2 separate regions of the Columba livia genome follow, and region 1 is linked to region 2. A link is a contact called in public Hi-C data. All regions are on one chromosome and are shown on one strand. Each heading gives the region's core, a stretch centred on a gene start, on an enhancer-like site or on the middle of the called end of the contact. The rest is flanking DNA. Distances are from core to core; before and after follow the strand shown. Region 1 overlaps SHLD1 (shieldin complex subunit 1). Region 2 overlaps MAP4K3 (mitogen-activated protein kinase kinase kinase kinase 3).

Region 1 (3,797 bases), core at 929-3,428, 180 kb after region 2:
AAAATGAAAATGCGTGCCATGAATCCTTAAGTAATTTAATTAACTGGGGAAAGCTGTATAGAGGTGTAGCTATTCCTGTTACCTGGAGACTTGTTCATGGCATCTTTTAATCAGTGTTAGATTCTTTTGTGTGGGGCTCCCAAGATATTGGCTCCTTTCTTGTATAATAAAGCTGCTCTTTGCAGCTTGATATTATGGTCTTGTTGTAGAGGAGATGCTGCAGAAATGACCCAGTCTCATATATGTGTTGATCAGCCAGCAAGTGGCAAAAACATGAAATGACTATAATAACCTTGTTATGTAAAACCAACATTACCCTTCCTTGCTGTCTGCACAGTGTGCCTTGGTGTCTCAGCTTGTCAGCTGCATCGCTTATGTGTGGGTGGTAAAGATCTGTGAAAATGGCTTGAAAATCCCAATTTAAATCATGAAGGATGTCTGGCTAGGACAGAACAATGAAAAAGGGCAGGCTGGCCTGGAAAGCCATGCTGAGCCCATCCTGTGCCAGCCTGTGAGGATATTTCTTTGATAGCATGGCACTGTGTGGGTCACTCAGGTTAGCACAAGCATTTGGGAAAGCAGTAGAGCTGCATCAGCTTGAAAGGCAGCTGTACTCTAGGTTGAGAGCCCTGGTAACAATGCTGCAGAGCTCCCAGTAAACCCTGAGCTTCACACATGTAATCAGATCGAAGGTATATCACCTCCCATCCAGTTGTGAGCAGTGTTTGTAGTTCAGATGAAGATTTGATACACTGGTGATATACAAATAAGAAATGTGACTCCTGAAGACTCTTCAAAAATTCTTGTTTCCATGTTTGTTTTCTTACATACACTGTTTTGCTGGCAGTGGCTTTCATTTCTGCTTGATTTTCTGAAACATACGTCTCTTTGGTGGATGTATGTGCTGCACTCAGCCTTACTGCTTGCATTGGAAACTTTTGCCTTCTGGTGCAGTCCATGGACAGACAGCGGCTTGCATGATGCCACATAGAATCATTTAGGTTGGAAAAGAGCTTTAAGATCATTGAGTCCAACCATTAAACTAGCACTGCCAAGCCCACCACTAAACTATGTGCCACATCTACATGTTGGAGCATGTCTGGCCATGAGTGTTCCTCCCACTCTGATGGTGATTTTATGTAATTCATTCTAGTTACTGCTCAGATAGCAGACAGTCCCCTGGATCTGCATAAATAAATAATCAGAGAATGTTCTTTTATTACTAGTTTGCAGGGGTAGCTTATGTAAACAGCATGTACCAGAGCACTGTGTGCTGAAATACTGGTATCTCTTGAGTGTGTCTGAATGTCGCTGAAATACGGTATATGAGCCTGTATGAAGTATCTGTGTGGCTTAAGCAGTGAACTTGAACAGTAATTATGCTTCTTGATTACTCTATTAGCAAGATTTTTTTTTTTTCCCCCTGGGGGTTTTGCCTTGTAATTTGTCAAATTCACGTATCCTGTTATACAAAACACCTTGGAGGACCTTCAGAGGCTTAAATTCTCTGTATGAAGTTCAGACTTCTCTGGGGATCTGTTAAACCAGTGATCATGTATTCACAGCCTGAGTTTCTCCTTTTCACCGGGAAGGTTTCACTACACATATGTCTGTATCATTCAAACCTTTTCTCAGACATATAGCATGACTATGTGCTAGAAAAATTATCTAGAGTTTATTGGACCCAAAAGGCTCTGCACTGACAATTGTCACTGAAGTGCAGCAAGAGAAAATAAGGTACATCTGCCCTGAATGCTGTGATCTCTTATTGCTTTTGAATTTATTCCCTGACTTTGAAGCTTCTTTGAAGCTGCTGTGAACTGGCAACAGAGAAATATGTATCGGGGAATCCTCTGTGGCTGGTGGCAGGGAGGAGGTGAAAAAAGGAGTGCCGGTGCTGTTGAAACGCGCAGCTGTATTCCTTGCTGTGCTCCAAGAACTCTGCTTTGTCTAGAGACCAGATTTACTGCTGTGAGAGGGTGCAGCTTGCTCCTACCCAATTCTGCCATGGCAAATTTGAAGCAAGAGCAGAGCAGGAGGCTGTGGGTAGGGATGCCTTCATTTCTGTGCATGAGTAGAGCTTATGGTGGATGCAGTGCCTGGAGCATTGCAGGGCATGCTCCATAGCTGTGTGACGAGGTGGGACACGGCGCTACTGCCTAGACAGCCATTTCCATCTTCTGACGGAGGTCCCTGCTCTCTGCAGTGATGTGTTCTGGATTAATCCCAGGATTGTGGGGATCATTGCAGAGTTTTTTCCTGGCTTTGTGTAGTTATTTAGTCCCTGCCTTCACATTCACATACCACTCTCAATGTCTCCTTGCTTCTCCTCTGTAACATTTGGCTTGCACCACACCACATGGATGGGGTCCAGATGAAATATTCCTAAAGGCTCCCAGCTCAGGCACCTGTCACAAAAATAAGTGACGTAAGTGGGGCATCTGGCGCTGGATTTAAACTAGTGCTCTGTGTGTCTTAATTCAGGCCTTAATTTTTTTTTGCCCATTTCTCTGTTTTAGTTTACTGAGCTCATTGGTGTGCAGCTGAGGAGGCTGCAGCATAAAAGCACAAAAACTAGTGACTCATAACCCTTTAGTAGCAGACTGTGAGTATAAAATATAGCACACTTTCATCATCCACAATGTTTTTTCAAACAAAACAACACAGGCTAGTGATTCAGCATCGGTGTGGGTTACAGTACACGAATTTTTATCCTGGAGCCCTCCTGTGTCTGATTTTTTTCCTTCATTTCATGAGCTTAACAACCCCCCACCCCCTTTCCTTCTTGATGGTGCATGCTGTACATTTCATAGTAGCTGAGCCCCTGGGCTGGTTTACACATGCACATATAGATTCCTATAAAATCTCCTCCACAGACAGATGGAATGCTGTCAGACTGAGCAGTGCTTCTGTGTTTACAGCAAGCCTCCATGCTAAGGTTATATGTGAAGGGCAGCAGGCAGCTGGTTATTTACTGCCATAATAAGCACTGGCAAGCAAATGACAACATTTTGTGCTGTGTGCTGCTTGCTGTTCTTTTCAGCATGTTGAGGGATTTCTAGCTGTGCACTGTTTATGTTCATTCCTGGGTAGAGGTGGGAGCAAGTGGCAGCCTGAGTTTTGCAATTTGACTATATTTTGTAAAGATAGTGTTGCCTGTGTTACAAAGATCATCTTATTCGAAAAGTTATTTGGGTTTGTCAAGAAAGTAAGTCCTTTGCGTTCCTATCTTCCATAAATGACCACTGATTGTTTTATACATATCTGAGTAATAATATGATGTTTGTTACTACTAAAGGAGATCCCACCTTTTTACAGGCTGTGATGTCTGACGGGAAAAGTGTTTTTTTTAAATCTGAAAAGATGAGACAAAAAGAACCAGAAAAATGTAAGTGTGGGAAAGCAGACAAGTATACAACATCTTCTAGATAAATTGGGACTTTGACACTGCCATAGTGGTCTGTTTTATATGTGTACTTGTATTGCAAAGAATAACACAAAACTTGGGCTTTTTCTTTTTCAAGTTAAACCATAAAATATTAATCATCTAGAGAGAAATCTGAATGTTGATTCTGCATGTTTTGAAAGACAAGGAAAAGGAAGGGTGGTAGAATCAAAATCAAGCACTTCCTTACACAGCGCATAATTACATTATAAAACTCAGTGCTACAGCAAATTATTGAGGCTAAGAGCTTAGCAGTATTAAGAGAGGGGATTATACACTGATTTGGATAGTAAGAACAAGCTAAGTCAGTGGTTCTTGCTGACACTAATGTTGCTGAGATACCAGATACATA
Region 2 (3,993 bases), core at 139-2,638:
TAAACTATCAGAAGTGCAATGAGTCAGCAACAGCACTTTCACACTGACAAATACCCTACAGTGCAAGACTTCATGCAGATTTGCAACTAAAGGCTACAAACGTATAGATCAACCCCCTGGTTATACTCCTGATTTAAAACTTGCCTCAAGTCTTCAAGTCACGGCTCAAGAGAGAAAACCATCAGTATAGTCATTTAGACACTTCTGTACTTGCTTATTAAAAGTGCCCTTTTTTTCTGGGCAAAAAAAATCCCCCCCACTTACCTTTGGTGGTAAAGGAGGTGGCACTTTAGGTTTCATAGTAGCACTAGAAAGGAAAGAGACAAAAAAGACTGTTATTCAGTGTAGTTCTTCGAAACTCATATTGCGGTATCCATGAGAATATAGGATTTTATAAATGCCATGCAAATAAACAGCATTAACTTGTCAACAGCACTATTATATCCACATAATTGCATCACTAATACTTTCAAACATTTTGTTATTGCTGTGCATAACATAGATACCACCCAAAAACCCGAGCATCACAGACCCTCCCTAGAGAGCACAAAATGACAAGAACTGATTTGTTGAAAGTACACATATTTGTGCAGAAAAAAAAGTAGGGAGATGCAGAGCAGGCCTGATACGTTCTGTTGAGAGGAGGAAGGTTTAGGATATCAGTGAGCTTTTCTGAAGGGCCATCTGTAGCTATACAGGGCAAACGGGAGTTACAGGAAAACTGCAGAAAACCATTCCTTGATAAATTTACCACTGACTTTTTCAGAACAGCCTTATTCATGAAAGCAAAATCCACCTGCAATGGACAGCTAGCCTACTGTCTGAGTTGGTTTGTGTTGGTGTGTGTTTTTGTTATTGGGTTTTGTTTCTTTCATAAGTTTCATTTTTTGACAGAAATCTTGGTAAATACAACGTTTTAACACAAGAGCAATTCAACAGCTTGGCTCGATAGTGCAAGATATCAGCAGGAAACAATAAAGATGAAGCATCAGGAGCATTCCTTCTCTGCTGGTTGTAAAGAAAATCCTAAATTCCTACTTTTTTATGCTTTTAAAAGTCTTACAGTGTCCTGTTTCCTAATCTTTTGGAACAGAAAATTATTTCCATTAAACAGATTCGGAATATAGCTGGGAAAACTTGACATTCTTGCACAGTGTTTTCCTTATTTCTAAATTATGTTCCAAAGATTTGGGAAAACATCCAAGTATTAAGATATTTGCTTGCTTATTTACAGATCAACAACTTGGCTGCTTTGCTTCATTCTTTTCAGGAGTTACTGTCCTGGCATCTTATCAGTTGCTTTTACTTCAGAGAAGCTAGAAGGGAACTTCTGAGAACGGGTTACTCCACGTAATGCACTTCAGCTATTATGATGGTAGAAATTATATTCTTTTTATAACATGGGACCAAGCTTAAGTCCTCAGTCATGTGTGTCCAAGCTCCATTGCTATTTTCTTTCATATTCTTCCCTGTATCTCAGACATCACAGTGTTATTGAGCAGCCAAAGGTAAAAATCAAACCAACCAAACAAACAAAAAAAAAAAAACAACAAAAAACCCAAAGCAAAACAAAACAAATACCACAAAAAAACCCACACCACAGTATTTGGCATAAATGTGACAGTGTTTGTACAAAGGACTGTGTGCTCTGGTTTTAAGAGCAAGGTTTCTGTGCAGTTTGTCATTGCTGATTGCACGGGGCAGTGCCACAATAATTTCTGCTTGCCCAGCTTCCATAACTAGGAAGTTCAAGTATTGTCAGCTTTGCTGCAAATGAAAGAAAAAGAAATATCAAAACAACTAAAATTGTTAAATGAAGAGAGATAATTTTATATCGTTCCCTGAAGTGTGTGGATTCTCTTCTATGAATCACCCAGCTTCAGAGTCACGCAGCAGCACCAGCGTGGACTGGAAGGCACACAGTGGCTTCATTGTTTTCATTTTGAATCTGAAGGGAGAAGTGACTGATGTCACATGTGCTCTTCAATTGCAGCTTCACCGCTCAGAATATAAACCAAATGAGAGCCTTGAATCTTCAGGGGGGTACAGAGAAAGATATCCAAGACCAAGCTGATGAACCAACATATCGCAGCAGAGCTTTGGGCTCAAGCAGATACTAAGAGGAAAGGCGCAGATACACAACCTGTCTGATCCAAGGCTGAGGCATTCAAGGCTAATTCCTGCGCTTATAGGAAATCGCCAGGCCCTCTCTGTAGGGCAAGAGTACCTAGGATGGAATACAGGAAGAAGCAAAGAACATCAGGACTTTTTTGGAAGACTATTGGTGACTGTTCTTAGGGTCAAATGAACTGGAACCTCCCTGGAAGCTATCAGGTTCTTTCTTGCTTAACGTGAAAAAGAAAATCCACAGAAACGTGACAGTGACAGAAGCAGCTAAAGCCAACACTGTTTGAAAGTCTTCACGGAGTTTGCACAAGCAACAAGGATCTCGAAACACTGGACAAAAAATCAGCACAAGCACTTCAAGACAGCAGGGATCAAGGGGTTCCAAGCCCTGGAACATTACCAAAGTTAATGATATTGGCTGCAAACAAAGCAAGAAGCGGAGGAAGAAAGAACAAGATTAAGCAAAACTGGACAGACTCAGAGTTATATATAAAAAACGTGCAGAGATCAGTACGGATGGAGGAACCAAGTTGAGCTGGCTTGCAGCAGCACAGATGTCCAGAGCATCTTCACTGATGGCCAGAGTGGGGCTGGCAGTATGGAGCTATAGGGACCACTGCATCCTACAGTGCAGGAAACCTGAGTTATCTTTACCAAGGTCTATCCAGCTGGGAGCAAAGTGGGTTCTCAGCTTGGGCCAAATGCAGGGGAGCTGATCGAGGAGGAGCATTATCAACCTCTTCCTCTCAAAGATATTATTGATGAACTGTGTAACCAATCATGCCTTGAAACAACTGCCTAATAATGAAATATGAGGAATTTCTTAAGCAATTAGCAAGGGAATAAAGCCTGCTAAAAACTCACTAACAATCATTTTTCTTCTATAAATATGACTTGTGTTAAACAGCAAACTTACTTGTGTTATTAAATGATGCAAGTTCAATGTAGTTGTCACCTAACTAATCTAACTAATGTCAGATGCTATCAGTAGCTCTACCATCCTGTTCAGTACAGTGATAAAACCACTGCCCTTTTATAAAAGAGCAGCAGTAAAATAACCCAAGTAAAAAAAAAAAAAAAAGAGGTTTGGTTCTCTGTAAGAGATAGATGCCAGTAATAGATAACGCTTATTTTACAGGTTTCTAGTATGAAGCAATATCTTTAAAAATTATTCATTAACAGAAAGTAAACAAGAATTCTGTCTCAATCACATCTTTCTTTCTGGTCTTTACATCAGATTTATTCAGGAATGTAAATTTCCACATACTGCCTATGCATTTTAAATTGTTTCAGCTCTTATCTGTCAATTGAAAATACCCTTAGAATACTTATACTAGTAGAATTTAATATGAGCATAATTAAACACATGCCTATTGTACGGACTTTGCAGTTATATACTCTTGTTTTCTTTGTGGTGAGGGAGCCAGCTCTGTTCCAAAAAATCAAGGACCCAGACAAGCATCCTCCTAGCTAACAATGTGGGCTGAACAAAGTCATCTAGAGAAGATAGTTATGGATATATTTATGTATTTTAATGAGCTTTCTTTTAATATATATTCATAGGTTCTAAAGAAGACATCAGGACTGTGATCAGATGAATTACTGGCTCAATGTATCTATGCCAAGATTTTGTTCAAGAACAGAAGATAAAATGACAACTGCATCAACTGAGGAACAAGATATTTTCCCCCCTAATTCATCACAAGTTTATCAGCAGAATAAGAAAACTTCTAGTAACGTCATATAGGAACAACATTAAATGTCTACCTTTAAAACTGCTATAGAAGAATTAGAATGCTGAGCTATTAGGGCTAGAACATTATTCATTTTTTTTTTTTTTTTTATTTCATCTATTCAAAATTCAGC

Evidence for each region. A called contact is a pair of places that touch in the nucleus more often than the background predicts.
Region 1: a contact with region 2 is called in a Hi-C map of crop, with 4 times the contacts expected there. The contact joins two enhancer-like sites. A contact is called at or near these places in 2 of 2 Hi-C or Micro-C datasets (crop and liver).

What each region holds. Positions count from the first base shown.
Region 1 is chr3:111,009,988-111,013,784 of bColLiv1.pat.W.v2, forward strand. The region is part of intron 4 of SHLD1 (shieldin complex subunit 1); the gene reads left to right. Among named protein-coding and RNA genes, the nearest start is that of SHLD1, 22 kb to the left of the region's middle. Within about 2 kb of position 2,179, at least 2 of the 3 cell types and tissues checked have an H3K27ac peak away from gene starts, as active enhancers do.
Region 2 is chr3:110,834,608-110,838,600 of bColLiv1.pat.W.v2, forward strand. It overlaps MAP4K3 (mitogen-activated protein kinase kinase kinase kinase 3), which reads right to left. Exons shown (of 34, transcript XM_065059103.1): 19 at 2,144-2,227; 20 at 265-307. Among named protein-coding and RNA genes, the nearest start is that of SOS1, 37 kb to the left of the region's middle. Within about 2 kb of position 1,389, at least 1 of the 3 cell types and tissues checked has an H3K27ac peak away from gene starts, as active enhancers do.